Linked DNA regions of Rattus norvegicus: regions 2, 3 and 4 are each linked to region 1. Evidence: chromatin contacts called from public Hi-C data. All regions are on one chromosome and are shown on one strand. Each heading gives the region's core, a stretch centred on a gene start, on an enhancer-like site or on the middle of the called end of the contact. The rest is flanking DNA. Distances are from core to core; before and after follow the strand shown.

Evidence for each region. Hi-C and Micro-C count contacts between places; a contact is called where the count stands out from the background.
Region 2: a contact with region 1 is called in a Hi-C map of Schwann cells, with 12 times the contacts expected there. The contact joins the enhancer-like site here to the promoter of Marcks in region 1. A contact is called at or near these places in 1 of 12 Hi-C or Micro-C datasets (Schwann cells) and 1 of 1 datasets of contacts at active chromatin or transcription factors (oligodendrocytes).
Region 3: a contact with region 1 is called in a Hi-C map of kidney, with 4 times the contacts expected there. The contact joins the enhancer-like site here to the promoter of Marcks in region 1. A contact is called at or near these places in 2 of 12 Hi-C or Micro-C datasets (kidney and psoas muscle).
Region 4: a Hi-C map of Schwann cells shows a contact between it and region 1, with 11 times the contacts expected there. The contact joins the enhancer-like site here to the promoter of Marcks in region 1. A contact is called at or near these places in 1 of 12 Hi-C or Micro-C datasets (Schwann cells) and 1 of 1 datasets of contacts at active chromatin or transcription factors (oligodendrocytes).

What each region holds. Positions count from the first base shown.
Region 1 is chr20:42,244,198-42,247,491 of GRCr8, reverse strand. It overlaps Marcks (myristoylated alanine rich protein kinase C substrate), which reads left to right and starts at 1,610. Exons shown (of 2, transcript NM_001271090.3): 1 at 1,610-2,093. The coding sequence starts at 1,992.
Region 2 is chr20:43,210,471-43,213,764 of GRCr8, reverse strand. No RefSeq gene overlaps it. Among named protein-coding and RNA genes, the nearest start is that of Rfpl4b, 600 kb to the left of the region's middle. Within about 2 kb of position 1,669, at least 1 of the 93 cell types and tissues checked has an H3K27ac peak or open chromatin away from gene starts, as enhancers often do. A contact at or near this core is called in Schwann cells, where this site is marked.
Region 3 is chr20:42,974,410-42,977,703 of GRCr8, reverse strand. No RefSeq gene overlaps it. Among named protein-coding and RNA genes, the nearest start is that of Trnap-agg35, 500 kb to the right of the region's middle. Within about 2 kb of position 1,838, at least 5 of the 93 cell types and tissues checked have an H3K27ac peak or open chromatin away from gene starts, as enhancers often do.
Region 4 is chr20:42,914,567-42,917,860 of GRCr8, reverse strand. No RefSeq gene overlaps it. Among named protein-coding and RNA genes, the nearest start is that of Trnap-agg35, 440 kb to the right of the region's middle. Within about 2 kb of position 1,575, at least 3 of the 93 cell types and tissues checked have an H3K27ac peak or open chromatin away from gene starts, as enhancers often do. A contact at or near this core is called in Schwann cells, where this site is marked.

The sequences.
Region 1 (3,294 bases), core at 361-2,860:
ATAATGTATCTAAAGGTACTGGACAGTCAGGAGATGAAACTTGACGCAACGATGTTCTGCTCAGTGACTGTCAAACAGCACTTGAACAAAGGGTTATTGGCTTGAACCAACTGTCCTTTTCACTCAAAGTGTGACCTATTTCCCTACAATGAACAGAAAATAAAACTGTTTGACCATTCCGAGCCAACACCGAGAGAAACGAACCATTCCCTCGACTGATTCTCGCCTCCATCGTTCACGTTGCACAGTCATTAAATGCAAACGCCGAAAGATGGTTTGGATTTTCTCATGAGCGAAAATATGGGTGGTAGATGAATGTGTATTAAGTTGCGTCCTCTATCCCTTCTCCCTTCCAGATACATTAAATCAACGCCTGCTCTCTCACACACTAAAAGCGTCTGGTGGTAAGGGTTGTAGTGAACGAGAGAGATATCCTACACACCGCTGTAGAGCCTTAGCCTGGGTTAGACGTGGAGTCTCCAGGGATTTTCTTGCTGTCTCTCAACAGTGCAGGCGATTTCTTCTGAGACTAGGACTCAGTAGACTTTCCTCGCTGCTGCCTCTCTTCCTGGAGCACACTTGATGCTGTGCACGGACAAGTTCAAAATGAGAGTCCCTCCGCTGTTGGCAGCAAGCTGGGAAAACAACTCATGTCGACGAGAGTAGCTGTCTCCCAACTGTAAATATGGATTCGTACACTCAAGGCTCCGTCTCGTTTTACCACAGAGGGAAATTAATTATGTCGTTTCATACAGCGGTAACATGCTAGCGAGTTTCGATCTTCTGCAAATGGTCCTCACTGTGTTTTTTAGAAAAGTGATCGCTAATTGGAATAGCCGGAGAGACGCGATTTGAAGCGCTCCAAGGAACATTTTTAAAATATTTTATTTCACGCCTCTGGGAGAAAGGAAGAAGCATGGCTTAGGCTGTTTGCTGCTTTTGCATTTCCCACATCTGGCCTACAGACCTAATTCCAACTGGAGATCTCGCTAGGTGAAATTCGATCTTCGTGGTTTAAATACCTTTCAGTGTGGGACGATTTACCAATTGCAGCAGTTTAAAGAAAGAAAAAAACAAACAAAACCCCCAAAATCCTTGCGCACTGTGAAACCCTTATGAAACGCGGAGGGAAAAAAAAAGCTGCTAGCACACAAATCCTATCCATTGTCTTTAACACTCGCGTACACACTTATACACGTAAACACACAGAGAAGATGGGGGAGGGGAGAGAGTGGCTAGAGACAGACGCGGATATAGACCAGCAAGAGTCAATGCGAGTCAAGTTAAGGCTTTCTCCGCCCCCATCCATAAGTACCCCCTCCCGTGTTAATTAATTCCAAACAAAGCAAGCCAATCAAGAAATGCATTATTATTTTCTGGCCGAGGGAGACGAGAAGCACGTAATTTTTAATTGATTTATTTATTTGGAGGACATTAATTCTCGGTCTGAGGCTGATTTTTCAAACCGTTTGCAAAGCGCGGCTCCATTGTTCGCCCGGAGCGCAGGCCCCGCCTCCTGCTTTGTGTGCGGCGCGCGGATTGGCCAGCGCGCGCGGGGGCCGCGTCAGCGCCCGCGAGCCCATTCATCTGTGCACTTGGGCGTTGGACCCCGCATCTTATTAGCAACCAGGGAGATTTCTCCATTTTCCTCTTGTCTACAGTGCGGCTACAAATCTGGGATTTTTTTTTATTACTTCTTTTTTTAAAAAACTACACTTGGGCTCCTTTTTTGTGCTCGACTTTTCCACCTTTTTCCCTCCTTCCTGCGCTGCTGCTTTTTGATCTCTTCGACTAAAAATTTTTTATCCGGAGTGTATTTAATCGGGTCTCTTCTGTCCTCCTCGTCACCCCCACCCCCTCCCTCCGGTGTGTGTGCCGCCGCCGCTGTTGCTGCTGCCGCCGCTGCTGCTGCTCGCCCCGTCGTTACACCAACCCAAGGCTCTTTGTTTCCTCTCTTGGATCTGTTGAGTTTCTTTGTTGAAGAAGCCAGCATGGGTGCACAGTTCTCCAAGACCGCAGCGAAGGGAGAAGCCGCCGCTGAGAGGCCCGGGGAGGCGGCTGTGGCCTCGTCGCCTTCCAAAGCAAATGGGCAGGTAAATTCTACCTGTGGTTCTGGGCATTTCTTGGGTGTCTTTCTCTAATCTGGACGCCTCGCCTTCCCTCTGGTCGCGCCCGAGATGCATTCCGGGGAGGGGAGCGTGGCCAGATCCTAGTCTGAAAGTTGAATGGGTAACGATAGCCTAAATTGTCAATTTTTCATAAGAACCAAAGGAGTGGTTCCTAAGGATCCTGGCGAATTCTTGAGTAGACCGGAGGAAGAGTGATAAATCGCCTAAAATGGCGTGGTTTGGAAATTGGCTGAACGTGACTAGTTAGATGCACACCCCCCCCAACGCCCCTCCAGGTTGCATTTGCATTTGGGGCCACAGCAGTGTTTGGGTGGCTCACGTATTTATTGTCGAGATTGGGTCGTCTTTGAGATTTCTGGTGTGGTTGTGTGTGTGCGCGCGCGTGTGTGTATGTGGGTAGGAAGGGGGGAGCCAACGTGGATGGCGGTGGAGAAAGCCAAGCAGAGAGAGAAGGCTTGTCTTATTGTATCCAGAGGCAGTATGCCTCGGGTTTCTTGGAAAGGTGGCTGGTTAGAGCTGGACAGGCAGCTTTTCCAAGTGCCTTTCCGATGCCCCCCCCCTTTGGTAGCTGTGTAATTACACACCCATATGACTTTTTAAATGCTATCCTGGTGTGGTGGGAATACTCAGTAGGTTTTTGAAGACCCTTTCCTGCCTACCAAGAGGGGAGCAGTTTTGGTGTTTTGGTCTGGACCGTTCCTGTGAATGGCACCTCGGCCACCCTCGAGAATTGCCCTAGTGCTGCTGCGACCCAGGCAGAGAGCCATGGTTGGGTGGGCTCAAGAGGTCGGCCATGGGTGGCTGCTTCCCAAACACCAGGCACCCACCACGCCTCTTTTCCTGGAGGAAAAAAAAAAGGCCTGCTCTAAACCTACTGGGGCAAGACGTGCTCTGTCTAGAGGCTTTAAGCCCGTTAAAAATGCAAAAAGAAGCTGTCCCGGCGCACCCCGATTTGCAGAATTATGGGCGAAGGTGGGCGTGGGAGCAGAGGCCAGACTTCAGACATAATGGGTTTTCCCCAGCGCTGCTGGTTGCCGAGCCTCGGAGAGGCCGACCCGGGGCAGCCACCTGAGCTTTGTTTGCGGACTCCCGGGCTGCGCGATCCCCGGCTCGGGGGCGCCTCGGCCTGCGGGCAGGGCCCGGCTAGGCAGGGCGGGGTGGCCCC
Region 2 (3,294 bases), core at 420-2,919, 970 kb before region 1:
TTGCTGTTGCTTTCTTAGTTTGTTTTGCTCGTGATTGAAACTAAGGCCTTTTGCATACTCAGCAAGCACTCTGTTATTCAACCACATTCCAAGTTCTCATTTGCTGTTTTTAATCTCCCTTTTTCTCTTTTTTCAACGATGTGTCAAATATTTTTATTCTTCTGCAGCAAAAAGGTCTCTTCATAGCCAAACAGTATGTTTAGGCCACACTTGATTCTCAGTGTTCACGATTTCCCTTGATTTGGAGTCTTTAGAAAATGAAATAATTATAGTCTATTCCTATGCACATTAGTGCTTGTGAGGAACTGATTTCTGTGTTTTATTTGTGTGTTCCTGATCTTTTTTCAGGGCGTCTGCTTTGTGATCATGAACAAGCCACTAAAATACTGCATGTTTTGTCATCTTATCTGTAAATAAGAAAAAAATAAACTACACTTTATCCTTAGAATCGCACTTATTTTTTTGTTTACTTTCAGTCTTCTGTGAGTTAGGCTGGCCTCAAACTCTATACATAATCAAGAAAGAGGACCTTAAATTTCTGACCTTGTTGACTCCTTCCCAAGTGTTCAAACTTACCCATTGTATACTAAGGCTTTGAAAGTTAGCAGAAAATTGAGATATGAGATGAATACTCTCCAGGAAGAAGGAAAAAGTGGCCAAATCAAAGTGTCTATGGTTTTACCTCCAAATGGTCAGTTAAGATCAATGCAAATGTTCTTTTGATGATGAAGTACCATTCATCAGTATGAAAATCCATACCGGTCCACTTGTGTAGCTAAACACTAAGGGAACATGTGTACATTGTAAGTTTTTTTTTTAACTAAGTTTTTGGTAACCTTGTTCTTTTTATGAGAACGCTAAAATGACTTCTTTTGGTTGATTATTGTGTTCACAAGATTGTCTGATTAATAATGATACAAAGGCAGTAAGAACCGTTAACATTCATTGACCCTAAGCAAGAACTTACAGCAAATCAGTGAAGAGACTTGTTACCATGAGGAACAGCAATTCAGAGAAGCTCAGCCTCTTGCCCTCTTATACCTCAAGTGCACATGGGCGCTAAGTGCTCTACCTGAACCTTGCTATTAGAAGGTCTGGTCATTTCTGCCTGGTCATTTCAGCTAAACTTGTCTATACTTTCTTGGAGTTTCTGTCTAAAAGTCTCATATGATTCCCTGGGCTTTGAGAGCTCAGTGGAATAAAGATTGGAAACTCAGAATAATCCTTACTATCTTTAAAAAAGGAGGAGGAGGAAGAGGAGGAAGAGGAGGAGGACGACGAGGAGGAGGAGGACGAGGAGGAGGACGAACACGAGGATGAGGAGGAGGACAAGGAGGAGGAGGAGGAGGAGGAGGAGGACGAGGAGGACGAGGAGGAGGAGAATTGATTTGCTTAATAGTGACCAGGCAATTGGCATGAGTGCTTGTACAAACCACATCTTTCTTATTGCTAAAAACAAATAAAAACTCCACACCAGATCATTCCCAAATGCCACCCAAGGACACCAAAGAAATCTAGTTATAAATGAATACACTGCATGCCAGAAATAAACATTTCCAACCGATTTGCCAGATCCTGAAAACAGTCACAAACTATAATGTCATGATACTCATTTTCTCGTTTCCGTGCAGGACTGAACAAATGGGTATCCCATGGGTGAAAACCTACATTCCTAATGCTGAGATGGAAAATGCCCTCTGACTTTAAAGACTCCAACTTTAAAGGCCGTTTTGGAAGTAATGTTCACTATTGTTAGAAAAGAATGTCTTCATAGTTCCTCTTTCAGTTGGTATATATTTGTGAACATAGATAATGCGACATTATGTTGTTTCCAAATTCTAATTTAGTCTTAGATAATCTGTGAATAATTTTGGCATAAAAAGCCTATTGATACTTCAAAGCGTTTCTTTCAAAATACATTTTTGTAAAAAAAAAAATTCCATTCTAACCACAACTTGTTGTTTGGATTCTAATTTTCTTTCAGTTAGTTCTTTGGTTTTGCTCAGACTCATTTCACCCATTTCTACTACTATATCCACTTAGCAAAAAACAAAGCCTTATACAGAGAAGCTAAATATGAATTTAAAAAAATTAACAGTCTTACTACTTAAATTACATGCTGTATCAAGTGTGCATTTCTAGTTATTTGCCATCTTTAAACTTAATCTCTCCTATGTCAATTATATTTGTTTAATTAAAGGATATTTGTAGTGAAGAAGACCCAACAGCTACAAATGTATTTGCATAAAATAACAGTTCACTGAAGTCATGGAGAACTGTGTACGTGTATTCTACAGACGGAATTCAACCATGGGAAACTGCTATGGTTACAATAAAACAATATGTTATTAGTTGGTTCTAATATTATATGCCCTGTGCAAAATGACTTTTCTATGATAACTCTCAAATATAATACTGGGAAGAAAAAAATATAAAAAATTAATTATTTCTTTAATATGCCTCATATAAAGTTAGGTTCAAAAATAATATTCTAAAATATTTTTTAATTTCCAAGTGCTTAATTATATATGATGGACAATGAAGATAGTAAAGTTAGCTATCTACGTGCAAAGGAATATTTTATTTATTCAAGCTGTGTTAATATGACATTAGTTATATATCAATGGCAACTTAAAGAACATACTTTTTTGATCATGTCTAAGGATCAAAATTAATTGACTTGAATAAAACATTTCATTAAAAACCTGTTTAACATCAGTCAGATTAATTGTGTTTATACTATGAAGAAAAGTAATCTTTATAATATAATTTGAGTGCTATCATGAAGAATTCCTTAAACGCCCATCAATATTCCAGTGTCCAACCTACTCACATCAAACAAGAAAGAGGAGGTAGAACTGGCCAAATGCCCAGATAAAGAGGGAGGACATGGGCCGTTAGGTAAGCAGAGAGTGTTAAATCATTGGAAGCAAAATTTGAATAATGGGGTGAGAAATGCATTGCTCTGGCATTTGAGTAGCTTGCATTCTGGGATTTCAGCCTCTTTTATTAATAGTTATCTAAGTGGCTGTGAACTGGTCACTTTTAACCTCACAGGTACCAATTCCTCTCTGTGTGAAAGGATTAGTTAACAAAAGATAGAGTATATATTAAATCTATGTGATTTTTTAAAAGGAACATGGATCACTCTGGCTCTAAAGAAAGGTGTGTTTCTCCTTTTTTTCTTTTCTTTTTTCTTCTTTTTAGGTTCTAGAACTTAGTATGGGTTGTACCTGAACAGTATTGGGTTCCTTGAAGTGAATCATGGACCTTTCTGCTCTCCTTTCTCATAAA
Region 3 (3,294 bases), core at 589-3,088, 730 kb before region 1:
AGATGCCTGTCAACTGAGCAATCCACCATCTTCACGATAGATGGCTACTCCCTTTAGGGAGTTAACAATTCTGCTAACCTGTACTGTTTCAATGAAGACCATTCTCTAAACCAAAATTAAGACAGGAAGGAAAGGAATACTCCTTAATCTAATGTAGACAAAAAGGTTCGGCATTTTAGTGAGAAAGCTCCTGACGTTAAAACATGCTGTGGATCGATAAGGATGCTTATTCAGAAGGCTAAGACATAAACTGGAAAGGGAGAGGAAGGGGACACTTACAATCTCTTGGCATTATATATTTATGTGTTTATCCACTTCAAATAAGGACAAGCCAATACTTTTGGATGTTGTAGGGTCTAAGGATCTTCCCAACTCAGTTGTCCACTTGAATATATCCCTCTATAGACTCTGTTTGAAACGTTGGACTCACCTCATAGGAAAGACACAAGCAGACATTTGTGTTTTTCATTCTGTTACAAAAACATTTATTTGTGTCTACATATCTGTGTGTCTATCTGAGTATATCGCCACAAATGTTGTAGGTGCGGTTAATTCTGCATGTGGAGGGCAGAAATAAATCCTGCAAAGTAAATTGGAGGGAGGGTGCTTTTCTATTACCCCTTTATCTCCCCCAATAAATAACACAAAGACCTTGTATTTTTATTAAAAACTTCAGGCACTAAACTGGGCAGATTCTGAGCTATTTTAACGTGACTGTACCAGCCTGGTCTACTTCCCAGCCACTTGCTTCATTACTTACTTACCATATTAGTCTTGCCCTAGATGTTCTTGCTGGTGGTGTCCTCATGGTGATGACCCTGGAATCCTGCTCATGGCTAATCTCTCTTTTTTTGGTCCCCACCAGAGACTCCTCTCACTGGGCCTGAAAGTCTTGCCTTCTCTTTCTTGCCCAGCTATTGGCTAAATCCACTTTTTATTAACCAATCAGAGGTGATAGAAAACAATCTTTACAGAACATTGAGACAGGAGATGCTCCAAAGATAATAACAATGCCAATGTCTGGATTGTAACCAGATCTCTGGGCACAGTTCAGCCTCTGAATACACAGTGCACAAAACCATCCTCCAACAAAATCCCCAGGGGCTGGAGTAACAGGGATTTGGGAGAGATCCCTGGTTCGTGATGTGGGATCTCAATTCAGGTCCCCTGATTGTACAGCAAATGGTCTTAGTCACAGAGCTCTCTCTCTCTCTCTCTCTCTCTCTCTCTCTCTCTCTCTCTCTCTCTCTCTCTCTCTCTCTCTCTTTCCCTCTCCCCCTCCCCTTCCCCCTCCCCTCCCCCCTCCCCCTCCCCCTCTCCCTCTCCTCTCCCTCTCCTCTTCTCTCCAACTTCCTTTATATCATCAGTTCTATTTCTTTCGAGATCATCCAGACAATTTTAAATGAATATATTTTCTAAAACTTGAAGACATTGCATATCCAGGGAAGTCTCAACAATGATTTTGGACCTTCACAGTCAGCGTTTCTTTGTCATACTCTGAGAACAGTTTCTGCTTGCTATTCCTCGAGGCACACAGGGAGTGTCCGTGTTTTAATTGTACCATTTTAGAGGATGCCTTGGCTTGCATACAGAAACATCTGATAATTTATACATTCTCATACAGGAACTCTTGCTTCAGAAGACACATAAACTCACAAACCCCACAAATACTTTCTCTTTCTTTCGAGTTTCAGGCAACAAGGGAGCCAGAATATTTGGAATTTGTATAACCCCAAACTGTGTTTTCCTAACTAATCTTGGCAAGCTTAAAACCCTGGAAAGTCACAATTCACTTCCCAGGCGATTGTCCCGGACAGTTCTGCAGCAGCAAAGCCCAACAGGATATCCAGCTATTGAAAGGGGCCGTGGCCCAGGTGGCCCTCCACGCAGCTGTCGAGGGGCCTCCAGAGTGGGGCCGCTCCTGCAGGAAGACTTTGCTTTTCCTCTGTCTGTTTCCATCTGGGGAAGAGAACATGGTCACGATCCACACGCACAGCTTGCAGGCACAGGACCCTTCCTCCTCAGCTAGTGTAAATCACCAGAGAATAAATCATGTAGGAGAATCCTGGCGCCCCAACTCAAGCAGTTATTTGGTTATGAAAAACAGCTTCAACTTTAATGTTGCACTGCGAGAAACGTAATGCTACAGACAGAAGACCTCTTAGGGCCAATTGCTAAATTCATGAATGGAACAAAAGCCAGGCTGTAAGGATTGAGTCAAACAGATTCTCTGACCTCCATGTTAGGCTTTTCACCGTCAAGGGTCAGGTTTGGTTCGTGATGTTGTACTTCTATTTCTATCTATTTAAAGTTTTTGAGAGGAACTATATGTTTCATTCAACATAAAAGAGCCTTAAAGGAATCCTTACAAACAACTCTGTCCATATTTATGACATACTTTTCAAATAGAGCAGGAGCCACCATGGGGAGGGCGATGGAAAAACATCTGTTTCGGTAATTGGTGAATTGATACTCGCTTTTTATTCAGATTTTTCTGTGAAGTCCTTGCAGAGGGGGAGAGACCATATTTGTATTCAGAAGAAAAATGGTTTGTAGTCTTCAAATCTGAGATTTTTATTCCATGCAAACATCCCTGTCCCCTTCTATATGGGTGTTCCCCTCCCTATACTCCCCCCATTACTGCCCTCCCCCCAACAATCACGTTCACTGGGGGTCCAGCCTTGGCAGGACCAAGGGCTTCCCCTTCCACTGGTGCTCTTACTAGGATATTCATTGCTACCTATGGGGTCAGAGTCCAGGGTCAGTCCATGTATAGTCTTTGGGTAGTGGCTTCCCTGGAATCTCTGGTTGGTTGGCATTGTTGTTCATATGGGGTCTCAAGCCCCTTCAGCTCTTTCAGTCCTTTCTCTGATTCCTTCAACGGGGGTCCGGTTCTCAGTTCGGTGGTTTGTTGCTGGCATTCGCCTATGTAAGCTTTGTGTTATATCCTTAGTAGGAATGAACTGCTATATTGATGAAGTGCTTTATAGCTGAAAGAACAATGTAGATGGTAAGTTGGCATAGAGACAGACAAATGATGAGAGACTGAAAGGTGAGCTATCAGAATCTAAATACTATATCTTTTGTTTAGTCACTATCTGGGCATGTATCATTTTTAAACTGTGGAAAAAACACTTTTATTCTATGAAAATATTAATTGATATTTGATTTACTGTGAAGTTATTGAAACTATCAAATCAAATAATTTATAATTAAGAAGCTGAAATTATGGTCATGTGAGAGTAGAATTAATAAAGTTGTATCAAAGATACATTTTTCATAAACATGAATGCC
Region 4 (3,294 bases), core at 326-2,825, 670 kb before region 1:
CTCAAGGCTGAGTGGCTAAAGGAAGAGAGGATAGGTAAGAATTTGGGAGAACAGACAGACAGAATAGCCTCTTCTAACCAGAAAAGTTTTTGGGGTAGGGTGGGATCACAAAGAGAGAAACCTGAGGGAACATAGTAACATATCTGGAAGACATCTCTGCCAAAGGCCTTACTCTTAAGTGTTAAGTCATGTAAGCACTGAATTTACATCATTACCATTACGCCACTCAATATCAAGACAACACCATGCTCCCTGATGCTCTGGGGTTTAAAGCCAGGTGAGGGGTGTTATGAAAATTTTCCAGCCTTCCCCCTTTTTTCTGTTTCACTAGGGTAAGCAAAAATCAGAACCATTATTGCAGATTTTCTGCTCTCATAGAGATTTCCCCTCTCGACCATAACTTTCATGAGTGTGTGCCCATCCTGAACAATGCTGCCACTTACCTAAAAATGCTTTTAATACATCCTTTAACTCACACAGTATTCCAGTGCATGCATAAACTGAAAGGCTTATTTTTATGAACAGAAAGCTAAAGGGGCAGGGGTCTTGAGGATGTATCCAGTCCTCAGAGTTGTGTTGATAGCATGGATAGGGAGTATGATGGGTTGAATAGAACCCTTAAAACAAGAAGATTCATCAACTGTACATGCAGAAGAAAGGAGTCTTTGGCTCACAGAAGACATTTCTTCCGAGTATCTTACATACATGTGAAGGTGTTTTATATAGCTATTACTCATCATTAGGTATGAGTATTTTTTATAATGTTATATGTATAGCTTGTTTGGATTTAGCATGATTTTAATTAAAATCAATTATCAGTATTTAAACATTTGAAGAAATATAATTAAATCCAGGTTTCTAATAGGCCTTAGAAACCTAGATAAATTAATGACATGAAGATAGTCCTTCCATAGCTGCAGCTAAGTTTAGTATTTCTGTTCAAGGTTTTCCCCCCTCTGTTTTTTTTTAAATTAATCAATATATTCAATAAACATCTATCATCACTACACACACACACACACACACACACACACACACATGATTTCTTCAAGGTTTACTAGTGAGGCATTGTCTTACTGTCTGCCTAAAGACAGATTTTGTCTTCTTACTAAGAGCTATTTGTGTTGATCATTATGAAGATTTCTCTATCTCTCAATAGCAAATTAGGAATCTGAAGATCACCAAGAGTACTGCATTTTACTGCACTGTGATATGACTGCTACCCACATTTATCCAAAGAACAATATTTTATAAAGATCCATTAGTTAATAAGATAGGATTCTTTATTTTATTGATGCTAATTTGGCTTACAGTTTCAAAATTCAAAATGCAACAGAAAAAAAAAATATGTCATGGAAAAACAGCAGACATTTGCAGGCATTTGCAGCATGATGAAATTTTCTATTGAGCTTTGAGGGAAGTCCATTCATTCTCAGTGACATTCATAAATGATGACTAATGCATTCAGATAAAATGAGTAATTTACCAAATTACGCGCATTTGGATAAGCTCAGAATGAAGATCCTGTTTGTTAGGCTATGTCCTGAAGTGAATCTCAATGAGTCCCACTTCGTTATGCCTGACTCTACAAATGGGCTTCAGTCACAATCTGAACAAAAGCCTTGACATGTAAATAAATGTGCAAATGATGGCCAAGCTACATTGCGAGTTTTGTCCTTAGCCTACTCAGGAACAGTCAACTGCATAAGGACTACCAGTAATGAATAGATGGCACCGTTGTGCCTATCATGAAAGCATTTACCGAAAGCTTCTTTAGCAATGTCCCAGTGTCACACCACGTTCCTCAAGACCAGAAGAGCCTGGTACACATATAAAAAGGTCTCTCTGAGCAACTCTAATTTTCCCTTAAAATGAGCCCTAACAGTAAAAGTGCCTTCACCATCCCTGCCTCCTAATTGCTCACATGGGACTGGAACCCCCCACCCCCATCATTTTTGATTTTTAAGAAGGACTCCATCCTTTGGTATGAACAAGGCATAAACAAGAGCTGTAACAAACCCTGTTACCAGAGAGAAATGCACACAGAGCCAAATATTATATGATGCTGCTTAGTCTCAAGTACATTCAAACTATTTCTGTCAAGATTGAAAATTGCTAATGTAAGATACAATGCAGTCATCTTTTTATAGAATTCTTTCATCCATGTCTCTAAATAAAGTCAGTCTGGTGTGCACCAGAGTCCAACAAATTCTGTTTAGCAAATTTGATTGAGGAAATAAAATAAACCAGTGTCTTTGATAAACTGAGTTGAATAAGTAACATTTCTTTTCCTACAAGTAATTACTTCAGATTCAGTTAAAAGTTACTTATCTAATTGGATTTTGCTAATAACTAGAAGTTTTTCTAAGAGTGCTTCTAAAGCCATCTATATAAACTTACATATTTACCAGCAAGGTCATGATCCTACGGTGAACCTCTTCATTGTGATGGTTCAGTAAAACACAATCAAAACACCAAGACTTGACCAGATAGAGCAAGGGTTGCAGACAGAGCAGTAAATGCAACAAACGACTCATGAGGTGACAGACAATGTGTGGACAACATATACTGATCAATTGTATTAGTAACAGCTCTCAAGTAGAAACAAGTTTTGAATCTTATGAAAGACTATGCCCAAAAATGCCATAGACTCCCTTGATCACCAGACTTAGGGAACAAGGATGGCTTCCCGGAGAGTGAGTTTAAGCTAAGTTTTGAAGGTGATATTGATTGGTGGATAAGTAATATTAGCAGGATGGACCATTTCATAGAGCAGAAATATGAAGAGAATCACATTATATTTGCCTAACTGATAGACAATGGGGCTGCATGAAAAGAGTCAGAAAGTAGCCCAGAAAGAAAGAGAAAAATGTAAGGGCCCAGGGGCGCATGCTGATTCTTCACTACATTACAGTTCTGTCTTGACGCAGTTAAAACACCATTGGAAGTATGCGTTTGTTAGAACAAAATGTCATAAACAGAACAGCTCAGTGATTGGAAATATATCTTTGCCTGGTTTGGAGGATTAGATGTCTATGATCACAAAAGAGTTAGCTTCCTTCAAGGCCTCTCTGCTTAGCTTGAGGGTGGCTGTCGCCTCTCTGTGTCTGTAGGTGATCTTTCTTTTGTGTGTGTTTTGCCCTAATCTTTTTGTGTAAGAATGTTGATGATAGTAGATTAGGGCCCCGCCCCCCTTCATTTTAACTTCGTGCTACCTTTAAAGCTTCTACTTCTGAATACAGTTACCTGTTTGGTGGAGGAGTTACCCACAGTAGACAGTTTGCTATACAATGA